2 separate regions of the Triticum aestivum genome follow, and region 1 is linked to region 2. A link is a contact called in public Hi-C data. All regions are on one chromosome and are shown on one strand. The core of a region is the stretch at or near the end of the contact, and the rest is flanking DNA. Distances in the headings are between cores, read along the strand shown.

Region 1 (6,424 bases), core at 1,495-3,994, 330 kb after region 2:
GCCCTTTACCCCATTACCACTGAAAGCATATGACAAATATGATGCGTTGCGGTTCATGGCCCCATGTCTGGCCAAAACATCATGTGCAAAGTGACATGCGTGTATGAGCGACGTTGCTTTATCAGTGTCACACGTATGTCAGCAAAAAGGTGAAATGGGGTTGTGAGACATATCCCCTAGCGACTCCCTTCCCCAAAGCCGGACCCCTTGTAGTCAATGGATACGGAGTACGTACTAGTTAACTTAATTTAATGAACTACTGGTGATATGGAAATTTATGTACCACATTTCCTTTAATCAAATTTTGATAATATTTTGGTCCTAGTTGAGAGTTATTGAAGCATGATGGCCTCCTCGATCCATTTAGGTGCACCGTCTTGGGTTCATAAAAACTTACTGTCTGATAATTAGCACAGAATTGGCGAGTTACACAGTCCATTCTCATCTTCTATTGTCTTCTACTTATTGTATTGACTGTTAGGCATAGATAATGACGGAATTATTCTTATCCCTTTTGAAACTGGTTGTTTGTTGATTGAGATATTTTTTATCACTAATTTGCTATGCAGTTTCAGACTATATGATTTATTTCTGAATTTAGATGCAATTGTTATATTATTGCCAGCATGTTTATTCTTGGTTTAGTTGAAATTACTTGTTTTTAATCTATTTCGATGTTTCACAGTTTTTGGTGAAAACATGGTTCAGGATGGTTACCAGGACGTTGTCAACATTGATATATCGTCTGTGGTGATTGAACAAATGAAGAAGAAATACCATGATAAGCCTCAACTAAAATGTATAATCTTTGTTCCCAACATTCAGACATTGAATCCCTACGGAGTATCTACGGCTTACTATTGTATTATTTCCTGCAATTTACAGATACGAAGATGGATGTAAGAAACATGTCAGACTTTGAGTCTGGTTCATTTGATGCTGTTATTGACAAAGGTATCGTTATGATGTAAATGTAATGGTTGCCAGCATTATGGAACATCTATGCATGCGTATGTAACATGCCATTGGGTTCTAAACCATTCTGTTATTTGCAGGAACACTAGATTCTATTATGGTGAGTCAATTGTTGCCAGGATACTCAGATATTCTTCCCATGCCATACTCAGAGCCGTGTTTCTTGTATTGTAGTGCGGCCAAAATTCACAAGAGCATGCAGCGAAGATGCTAGGGGAGGTGAACAGGTAAATAATGGACTGATATTTGTTGTGATATCTCTGTTTATTTGACTATAGCTTTCTATTTGTTTCTTCTATCTGCAGAATCCTCAACGATAAGGGGGTCTACATCATGGTAATTGATAGTATTATTAACATGGTAACTCTGTGGTTTTCTTCTTGTGTTTATAAACTTCTTTGAGTGTCACAATGCTACAGATTACTTATGGGGATCCAAGTTATCGATTGAATCTTCTGAAGGACCTCCAATTTTGGACAGTAAAGCTTCACGTCATAGGTTAGTGGGTTTTGCCACCGGTTCGACTTAACGACGTCCTACTCTTGACCCTTTTGATCTATTATTTTTATTTTCTGAAGCTCTAAATAACAGTGTTATCTGTTTTATGATTTTACATACACAATCGACATAGCAGATAGGTGGGAGAGAAGTTCCAAAAAGACATGGGATCTGACCGAGCCACTGCCTTTACAAGATGATAGTACATCGATTATCAACCTTCTTGGCCCAAAACCTGATGTTCACTATATTTATGTCTGTATAAAGGTTAACCGTCGACAAGCTTGTCATAATCATCCGAACTTGCTTCCTGAACTCTTCATATGACTAGTTATTGAATAATCTTACATTGTTATGCAGGACAACGACAGTGCAAGGGTGGACTTGAAGGCCGAGGTCAATGAAGCAGACAAATGATCGCATATTATAACCTTTTTGGATCATCGTGTATAACCAGTGTAGCGAATAATGTAGGGAATACATTTTGTAACTCTTGACTTGTGTCGTTGTTGGCAACAATTTAGCAAAATTACAGCTAGGATGTTGCTTCTTCGATCATCGAATTTGGAATAGAAATGAATGTGCTGTTTTCATGTCTTTCGATCTTGTGTAGAATTTATTTCCGTGTTCACGGAACAGAGGACCCGCTCGGAGTGTGGGAAATCTTAGAGAAAATGATCTCGGTTTTCTACATAAAGAAAAGCCAGAATCTTGTGGGACGGAAAAGTATCTTGGGAAAATTTGTGGATGTTCACAACATATGCCTAGAACCCCTAAAAAAATATGAAAACAGTTTTCAAAAGTTTCGTTTTTTTTTGTTTTGGGTCTTCACAACATGTGTTTACAATTTCTTAAAACTTCAGAAGAGAAACTTGAACTTTTTAGGAATTGTCGACACATATGTTGTGAACATTCACATTGTTCCCTGATTTTTTTTGAAACTTCGGAATTTGACTTTTGTGAGTTGGGAGCATGGTATGTCTAAGTGTTGAAAGCACCGGATACTTTCCACTCCTGGCCTTTGTGGCCATTTTGGCGAACCCGCATGCAATTTTTCTTTGTTTTCAGAAAATATAAGGGAACAACTTTTTTATTTGACCTAAGTGTGATTTTTTTTCTTCTGCGTCCATCATGATTCAGTTCAGGCATTCAGCCCAGGCAAAGGGAAAGTGGAAGAATCCCTCAGTGGGACGGATCGACGTCCAGCTTCAATCCAACGCCTCCAGATTCGGCACGTCTCCTTCTCTTTCCCACCACCTCCCTAAAAATCCCTCTCCCCCCTTCTCTAGCCGCCTTCCTTCGGCCCCGCAGCTTTTCTCTCTCCTCACCGTCGCGCGTGTGCCCCTCCTTTCTGTCTCTCTCTCCTCCGCGCGCGCTCCCTCACTCTCCTCCCATCCGTCTAATGGAGGCCCTCGCCGGCGCCGCCGCCTCGTCCGCGCTCCTCCCGGCCTTCCCCGCCCACCAGCCTCACTCCCGCGTGGCGCTCCGCGCCCGCCCCTGCGGCCCCCTTCGCGCGGCCGCCGGCGGCGGAGGCAAGGACGACGCCGCCAAGCCGAACGGGACCCCCGTCGTCAAGGTAACAAACAGTGCCTGAACGCTTACGTGATGCAAAGTAAGAAGTGATGAAGATTTTGTTTGGGTAGTGGTTGCTGGGAGACGGGTGTGCCAGTGTAAAACATGTTGGGTTTAGGGATTTCTGTCAGATGCGAGGCCTGGGGCCTACCCAGACCTGTGGTGTTTCATTGTGTTCTTATTACGAGGTGACTAGGTTTCGAAGCTTGATATCTTTGAGATCGTTCGGTAAGTTTTGTGGATGTCATGAAAATAAAATAAACCTCCTTTTGTACCAATGAACATAGAACTTCCCAATAATAATTAGTTGAGAATCATGTCTAGCTTAGGGGTTCGCAAAGATATTAGTTAGCTTCTTGCTAGATTTTTTTAAGGTGATCCTGTATTTATATTTTGAAACTCAGGAGTGAATCAGGTCATTTTCTTTTAGTTTGCCTTTAGTGGGTCACATATCTTTGGTTTGTAATAAATTGCCTGATAGTTGAAGGTTGATCCAAGTCAAAACGGAGCTCTCGGTCCGGTCACAACTGACAAGTCACGCACGACCTCATCAACCAATTCAACTCCGGACTCCAGTGGATCCAGAGCTGGCTTGTTCAGAACCCCTATATCTGGTGGTGTGCAGAGTGCAACTTTTGCCCATGGTTTACCTCCACCGGCTTTGGCTGTTCGCAATTTAATGGAACAGGTAGCTTCTGTTACTTATCTCCTGGCCTTTGGGCTATTTTCTAGCCGGCTGGATGCTTATTCCTGTCTTACTGTGCTCACTAGGCACGATTTGCTCATCTATGCACTGTCATGTCTGGCATGCATCATCGACGTGCTGGATATCCATTTGGTTCACTTGTTGACTTTGCTAATGACTCAATGGGCCGTAAGATAGCTACTTTGGTTACATTTTGGATATAACTTGTACACTCTGTTTGGCCTCCTTGGGTAATTATTTTGTGTTGATGTCTTGCACAGACCCAATATTTTCTCTGTCGCCCTTAGCAATCCACACTAGAAACTTGCTCTCTGATCCAAGATGCACACTTGTTGTCCAGGTATGAAGTTTCTCGGCATGTTTTACTGGAAGTATAAAGGTTTGCTTGCTAATAATAGGATAACAACATCTAGTCCTTCATTACAGGTACCTGGATGGAGTGGATTGTCTAATGCTCGTGTCACAATATTTGGTGATGTCTACCCTTTGCCAGCTGAGCAACAGGTTCCTATTTAGCTGCCTTTGTTGCTTGATAATTGATAGTGCAGTCATCTAGGTAATTACTTTTCTATGGATAATTTTTTTGAAAGAAAAATGTAAGGAAACTCCAACAGTATGAATAGGAACCTGAAATACACGTCCATGAGGACTTAAATGGGATTGTACATCCTCTAGAACCCAAGTGATGGAAAAAAATTATATGAGACCAGGTCTCATGAGCTAGCAGGTGAGACCCACCCTGATGGATGACACGTGGCATTCACAAATCATAAAACATCTAATCTCCCCCCCCCCCCCCCTGATTTCAAGTGGGGGGTGGGGTAAATGCTTTGTGATTTGTAAATGCCACGTGTCATCCATCAAGATGGGTCTCATAAGCTAGCCCGTGAGACCTGGTCTCATATAATTCTTTTCCCCAAGTGAGCTAGCTAGGGTCACTTCCTTTTTCTCTTTCCTATGGATAGCTGGCATGTCAATCATTAAGAATTTGGCTCCTCCCATTGTGTGAAAACCATCTGTGGACTAAGTTTTCAAATTATAAATTCTCTGAGTAAGTAATTTTTGTTGAGCTTGGTTTTTGGTCTTCCCTTTTTTTTGGCTGCACTTTTCTCATGGCATGGGCTGAAAGAGAATAGATGTTCTGTCATGGCTGTTAACATAATACATGATCGATATGCATGACCATTAAGAGTAAATGCAGATTTATTCTTCCATTTGTGATTTTAAAAGATTTCATGAACTGACGGTGAATACATGTATCCGCTAGGAATGGGCACATAAGCAATATGTTGCAAAACACCAACAATGGGCGTCTCAACAGTGGGGAAATTTTTACTACTACAGGATGCAGAATATCAGGTCTGTGATTTGATTTGATGAGTTATACTCTTCCATCATTTCAGGTTGATGAATCCATTTACCGTTTACACAGATGCACATCCCTTCTCCCTTCCATTACTCATAGATGCTTGTGTAACTTATGATTTGTGACAAACTATTTGCGGTAACCACAGCGACATATATTTTATTGGAGGCTTTGGCACTGTTGCATGGGTAGATGTGAAACAGTATGAAACTATTCAACCTGACAAGATAGCAGTTGACGGCGGCGAACAAAGCTTAAAGGTAAACTATGAATGCCATTATCAGCAGATTAGCTGGATCATCATATTAGTCATGTGCCCGTACATGTAATATGTGAGTACAGTAAAACGTCGACCACTTTTGATGGATGCTCTGCATGTAGGAGTTGAACGCTATTTTCTCTAAACCACTTAGAGAGTTCATGTCTGCTGAAGGGGAGGTTGACGATGCTGCTCTTATATCCGTAGACAGCAAAGGGATAGACATTCGGGTTCGCCAGGGTGCACAGGTAAACTTTATTCAGATTGCCGTCACTAGTAGAGACGCTATTCTCTGAGGAAGAAAATCTTCTCTCCACTGCCTTCAGTTTGCAATTTATTCTGTGCAGTTCAACATCCAGAGACTTGCATTTGATGTACCATACAAGGTGGAGACTCTAGAGGAGGCCAAGAGAGCACTCCATAAGATAATCAAGACAAGCAGCAAATAAGCCGAAGCGCACACGACCTGCACTTGGTTTCACCAGCCCTACAAGCCCACGCCGTGAGTCGACAAAAATAACCAAGGATATGTAATCTAGCGTACACAGACGCAAAATAAGATGATTTCTCTTTAATAATGAGAAACTCCCTGGCAAGTCCCCATATAGTGTGTACCCATATGCTTGTATCGCTTGAACTGTAGTGAAGCTATGTTGTGCAGCCTGTGCTTGTGGAAGCCGGACGCTTTTGTCGGACAAGCTAGTTGTTGGTTTCTGTGTCCCGGCATAGTTTATTTTGACTATGATATGAAGCATCAGCATCTGGACTCAACTGGTACAAGTTTGAATGTGCCTGTGATGATTTTGACGCTAAATTGTGAAGTATTTTTCTTGCCATGTCGTTCAGTTGCGTACTCCTGGAACTGGATTTATGGTGCAAAATGCAGGTACTTTTGTGGACGTGCAGTGTTTTTATTTTGGAAACTCGGCCCCTGAGGCCTTGTACAATGCAAGGTGCTTAGAGGAGGTGTTTCGAAAAATAAATCAGGTTTTTCTTAAGCACCGATGCTTATTTATATATGATAGACGCTTAATTAGGCATCTCTCGC
Region 2 (6,073 bases), core at 278-2,777:
ACCCCGGGCACGGGAACCAAAATCTGCTCCTCCACCTCTGCTAATATATGGTCAAGCTCCTCCATGGCCAGGTCCATCTGTGCAGCCTCCTCCATGGCATGGTCCCTCTTTTCCCACAAGTTAGTGGAATCATCCGTTGGTTGTTCATCCTAATCGTCATCCCCAAAATTGAAGATGAGGGGGGTGTTCAATTGGGTGTGCCATCAGTATAGAAGTGAATAGTCGATTGGAGAGGCATATGGCGGTGGATCGACTAAGTGCTCCACCAAGTGCTCCATTTATAGGCCACCAGCCCAACACACGTGCAATTAAGGAGGTGGTTTCAAAGGTGACAAGCGGCCAGCTAGAGTCAGCCAAAGGGCGAGTCTCTTATGTGTGGGAGTTCGTGCAACTTTAAAACCCCGCCATGGAGCAAGAAGGAAGAAGGTGAAATTATGTTACACAATTGAGTCCTATAAGTACACGCCATACGTTGGCTGACATGTGGGCCCACAACATACGTAAAGTCCCACCACCTTCGAAAAACCCCACTCCCCTTCTTCCTCACTCGCACTGCACCTTGCTAGACGCACCTCCTCATTCACAACTCCGCCCGGATCCCTCAACTCGATGCCCCTCGTGGTCGATTGTCGCCGCAGGCTGCAGTCGCCGACAAACGCCACTGCCTTTCGCTTCTGCCCCTCGTTGTATCCTATCGGCACCGACTATCGCTAGCATTGCTTGCTATTGACCCACCTCTTCCCTATTAGGTTTTCTCATGGAGAACTAGGTAAGTGAAATCCTCATCAATCTCTTATAGTTTGTAGCCCACCTTTCACTGGTAATCCCCTGACGCCAATCGTCATGCATGCATTTCTCTTAAGTATGCTTCGAGGGTTTTCATTCGTAGTGCCCAAAGTGCCAGGACACAAGAGGTCTATATGCCCTCGGCCAAACGACCGAGCTGTTCAATCTCACCCTACCATAGGACTTCTGTAATCGCACAATATGTTCTTCAACAAGACATGGGCTAATCTTTCCTATTTAGTACTAATCTGAATGTAGCAGAACTGATGCGGAGTCAAATAGTTGATGATTTGGTAAGAACTGCACAGGTCTACTTTTGGACAAATTAGGAATACTTGTTACTTTACAAATATAGTATTGCTACATTTGGATGAAAGGTGCCATGCATGATGACAAAGAGGAAAGTCTTGCTATATTAGGCAAATTATCGTTCTACTATTCTTTTAAACACGCTCGTATTTGCAAACAAATTGTTGCTACATTTTGTTTGCAATGCCATAATATCTGCATGACAAATAATGCTCATACTTGGTTCATAAATCATCTCTTATGCATAAGCATAACACATTTTTGGATAACAATTAAACTATTTGTTTATATTCATGTCCTTCCAATGGCGAAGTATCAAGTGAAAACGCTCATTTGATGAAAATCTGGAAACTCATCACATGGGCCATCGGATCAATAAGGAGCGACACAGATCTTAGGTGGAACCACCACCAGCCACTTAAACACGAATTAACAAATAACCCCTTCTTTTACGCACCAGCTCCTTGACGTTTCGACTATGATCGATTCGTCTTCAATCTCATCAACGGGATGGAGACTTGCCCTACGCTGGCCATGCCGGCGACCATAAACTGTCTCCCTCCGCCCGCGACGAAGAGCCCTCCGCCGGTCCTGAACTATTTCCCTCCGCCGGCCATGATCCCTGCCCCTCTGCTGGTTTTGAGTCGCCCTTTAGAAGATGCATCGACGCTGCCTCTCCAAGATCTTGCTGCACCTCCGTCCCCTACCATGCCTCAACCTCTTCTTAGCCCTGCACAAGTAAGCAACATAGTACAGCGGCATCTGCTTCATGTACTAATTGTACTTGTATGGCGTCATAGTCTTATTGCCACAACATCCTCATAGCCCTCCACCTGATGGTTCAGCTAGCACTAACTGAATCAAGGTAAAGTTGTCCTTCTTCAATTGTACTCCGTACTTCTGAAGCATCTGGATCGAGCTTTCTTGTTTGTTGTTTCGTCAGCTGCTGTGACTCCTGCTCGCCCAACATACACCCTTGCACTGACTTATGTGTAAACTTCCATCCAACACACACTTGCTTGTATTCAGAAAATTTTGTCTTGTACAAATTCTCAGATTACATCATTGGAGCACCGTTCAGACTAAATAAAGATAATCAACAATGCTTTCACGCTGAGTGATAACACCTCACAATATCAAAATTGCATTCAGATTTTTCGTCTCTACATCACAAGCTCGCACAACAAATCTGCTAAATTTGGTTGGAAGGAGCAACAGCCCATTCCTCACAGGGGAGCTTCGGCGAGGTGGACGCCTACATTGGCGCCGTTGGTAGCCCCGCTGGCTATGGCCTGATACCTTCGTAGCATCCACCCGGCGGCAGCGCCATGGTGGACGGCAGCGTCGTAGGTCGTCGCGGTGGGGGATGGCAGCGCCATCGGGCGTCGCGGTGGGGGCAGCCCCATCGTCTGTTGTCGCGGTGGGGAATGGCTCGGCTCCGCCGTAGGGGGAGGCCCCGTCGTCGGTCATCGCGGTGGGGGACGGCGGCAGCGCCATGTCTTCGCGGTAGGGAGCAGCCATGGATAAGGCGAGATAAGAAAGAAATTGTGGGAAGGAATATCCTACCCCGTGGGCAAGACAGGGGGTTATTTGAAAAGTAGCATAAGTGGCTGGTTAGCGAGCCCACTTCTCATCTGTGCCATCAGTTAAAGAGATCCAACAGCTCGGGTCGCAAGTTTCCAGATTTTCATCGAATCAGAGTTTTCACTTGATACTTCGCCCCTTCCAATAGCACACCTATTTCTTTCCTTTTGATAACATACTATTTCTCGCAAATTATGTTTTGGTATTATTTTTTGCGGTACATCCTTGCTTTGCAAGAACACCTGTACTACAAAAGTTTGGCTTTTCCATCAACAAAGACTTCATTACTAGGTCACATTGCACACAAACCATGAATATACCTTTCAAGTTTGGCTCAATAATGATGAAGAAGGTCTCCTATTTTGATGGGGACATTCGGAAAAGACCTTGCTAGGTGTTACTCATTGGAAGTCCGTACATAAATATTACATGATATAACGCAACCCGATCTTATCATCCATGTGGCCTTACCCGACAAGATCCATCCATGATTCATCCAAGTTAGTTTTCTTTCAACTTCTTGCATGTTAATCATCAGTCAGCAGTGTACCCATTGTGCCAGCTAATTAATATTTGTATTTGCAAATGGCAGCAATTTTTGATTTCCTTTTGTGGCTATGTTGCTACTTCTAACTTAATGAACGGTCAACACACACTACGTCTATTTTAACGGTCAAATGTAACATTTGGCCCTGACAGCTGTCCACCCATGTCATAATCGGGTTCAATTTGAGCCCAATTGATTACGAGTGTTTTCTGCGAAAAACTAAACAAAACGATAGGTATCGACGAAAAAGAATAAGTAGGTAGTTTTTTGAAACCCTAACCGTAATTGTCGTAGTTTTTTGCTATTTACCCGTGGTTTGCATGTGAATCGTGAATTTTGCATTCACGGAAGTATGCTTTCCTTACAAAGTTATACTACGAACTGGCACTTTCAAACAGCTACTACTTGTATTGTGACACAGATGCTGATAAGCTGCAGCATAGGCTGTTTGAAGCATAAAGTAGTTATGCATGGATGGTTATTCTTGTTGTGATACCCACTTGGAAGCTATGCTTTATCTGAACTGATGGGTAAGGTGGCATTTTTGTTCTCTGGATCTGCGAAGGTAGCACCTGGCATCTCTTTAAATACTACCTAAGAGATTTAGTTGTTCTAAGTAGAATCTGTACCATGGATGTGAGAAATTGATGCCTTTTTTTAGGGACCAACCGTCTAGTTCTACGGTAATTTTCTATTAATGAACTGAAAAGAGTTTACAATATGTACAAAACACAAACAAAAAAGAAGGTAGGCAGAAGCCTCTATCCTCTATCTTCTATCCAATGCCAGTTTTTTCTAACATAATGATACTAAGAGAAGGTTATGTCTTTCTTGCTATCTTGTACTTCCTCTTACTGCCGCAAAGCCAAGTTTGCAGTTTACATCCCCTGAAAGCAATGTCAGAGAACATACTCTAATAGGTTGTGCCAGAAATGGGACAGTTGAATGCTCTAATTTGAGAATGGTCCCCTTCAAAAATTTACTTTATTTGAGATTGGTCAATGTGGACTGGAATGGTCATATCATAGCCTGATGCCTCGTGGAAGTGGGTAGATAGAGCACGGGACATACATGTACAGGACACTGACTCAATGCACTTTTGGTTATGGTGATCATTATATGGAAAATGAGGATTGGTTTAGACGGACAAATGAAGTTACCTTGTGTGAAATTAAGGCATACACGCCTACGAATGTTCTTTTATAGGCTCCTAGCAGCATTTTCACTTGTGCGTGTCACTTGGATTCTTACAAAGGTATTTCTTCTCTCTTAGGCCACCCCATCCATGGGAAATGCTAAAGCAATCTCACCAAGCAACTCACTCCATTTTCTGAACCCTGCACACCATTATATATTTGATGAAGAACAGGATTGCATGCAACAAGTGACAAGGAAATCAAGAAGAGCTCAAGACCATGGAGGCACCAAGAAATCGCGGCGCGCCATGCCTGCTCCTTGTTCTGTTGGTTCTAGCTGCCCAGTGGTGCAGCGTCTCGACGGCGAGCTGCAGCTTCACCATATCCAACTACTGCACCCACACCATCTGGCCGGGGACGATGGCCGGCGCGGGCACGCCGCAGCTGCCCACGACGGGGTTCAGGCTCGACCCGGGGCAGACCGTGCGGATCCCGGCGCCGGCCGGTTGGTCCGGCCGGATATGGGCGCGCACGGGGTGCAACTTCAGCACGGACGGCTCGGGCGCGGCCGCCGGCGCGGTCGCGTGCCAGACCGGCGACTGCGGTGGTGGGCACATGGAGTGCGGCGGCACGGGCGGGAAGCCGCCAGCGACGCTCTTCGAGATCACGCTGGGGAAGGGCGGCCCCGCCGACCAGGACTTCTATGACGTGAGCCTCGTCGACGGGTACAACCTGCCCGTCGTCGCCGTCCCGCGCGCGCGGCAGGGCAGCTGCAATGCCACCGGCTGCGCCGCCGACCTCAACCTCTGTACGTGGCATATACTGTAGCATAATGGAGTATGAAACAGCTCTGCAGAATTGTATGCTCTGACACGTAAACGACAATCATGTTACTGCAGCATGTCCCAAGGAGCTGCAGGTGGCCGGCGGCAATGGCGGCGGCCCGGTGGCATGCCAGAGCGCGTGCGAGGCGTTCACGCAGGACAAGTACTGCTGCAGCGGCGCCTACGCGACGCCGGACACGTGCAGCCCGACGGCCTACTCCTCCGTCTTCAAGTCGGCGTGCCCGCGGGCCTACAGCTACGCCTACGACGACGGCAGCAGCCTCTTCACCTGCAACGCCGTCGACTACACCATCGCCTTCTGCCTCCCTCCAGCTGGGTAATCAATCAAGCTCTTCTTCAGTTCTTTTTCATTCACTTCAATAAAATGTATTGCAATTTGCAGCCAGTAATTAACTGTGATGGCTGAAATGTGCTTCCGAATTTCTGACGAACCAAGAACTGAGTAACTCACACGTGCCAAAGTTCGACAGATATGTACAGCTGAAATTGTGTGCTTTGAAATACTGTAAATTTGATGGATAACCCATGGTTCACACAGGTTGAACATGCCTGCTGATGCCAACAATGCTCCTCCTGCTGACAACAATGGTGCCGGAAGCACCTACGTGCCGCCCCCGACAGGCAACAGCGGGGCTGGAAGCATCTACCAGCCAACCCCTGCAGGTAACAGTGGCGTTGGAAGTGCCTACCAGCCACCTCCAACAGACAACAATGGCGTTGGAAGTGCCTACCAGACACCTCCGACTGGCAACAATGGCATCGGAAGCACCTACGAGACACCCTTGGCTAGCAGCAATGGCGTCGGAAGTGCCTTCCAGCCGCCCCTGATGGGCGACGACAATGGCGTGAGAAGCGCCTACCAGCCG

Evidence for each region. Hi-C and Micro-C count contacts between places; a contact is called where the count stands out from the background.
Region 1: a contact with region 2 is called in a Hi-C map of leaf, with 4 times the contacts expected there. The contact joins the promoter of LOC123151506 here to the promoter of LOC123151499 in region 2. A contact is called at or near these places in 2 of 5 Hi-C or Micro-C datasets (both in leaf).

What each region holds. Positions count from the first base shown.
Region 1 is chr7A:244,653,299-244,659,722 of IWGSC CS RefSeq v2.1, forward strand. It overlaps LOC123151506, which reads left to right and starts at 2,745. Exons shown (of 9, transcript XM_044571202.1): 1 at 2,745-3,049; 2 at 3,527-3,733; 3 at 3,817-3,919; 4 at 4,012-4,091; 5 at 4,178-4,255; 6 at 5,019-5,110; 7 at 5,266-5,377; 8 at 5,499-5,624; 9 at 5,724-6,147. The coding sequence starts at 2,876. The coding sequence ends at 5,825. It overlaps LOC123151507 (EEF1A lysine methyltransferase 4), which reads left to right. Exons shown (of 9, transcript XM_044571204.1): 2 at 686-799; 3 at 886-954; 4 at 1,056-1,075; 5 at 1,150-1,202; 6 at 1,281-1,311; 7 at 1,395-1,473; 8 at 1,592-1,740; 9 at 1,834-2,070. The coding sequence ends at 1,890.
Region 2 is chr7A:244,321,852-244,327,924 of IWGSC CS RefSeq v2.1, forward strand. It overlaps LOC123151499 (thaumatin-like protein 1b), which reads left to right and starts at 1,528. Exons shown (of 4, transcript XM_044571193.1): 1 at 1,528-1,960; 2 at 4,500-5,170; 3 at 5,262-5,523; 4 at 5,746-6,073. The coding sequence starts at 4,642.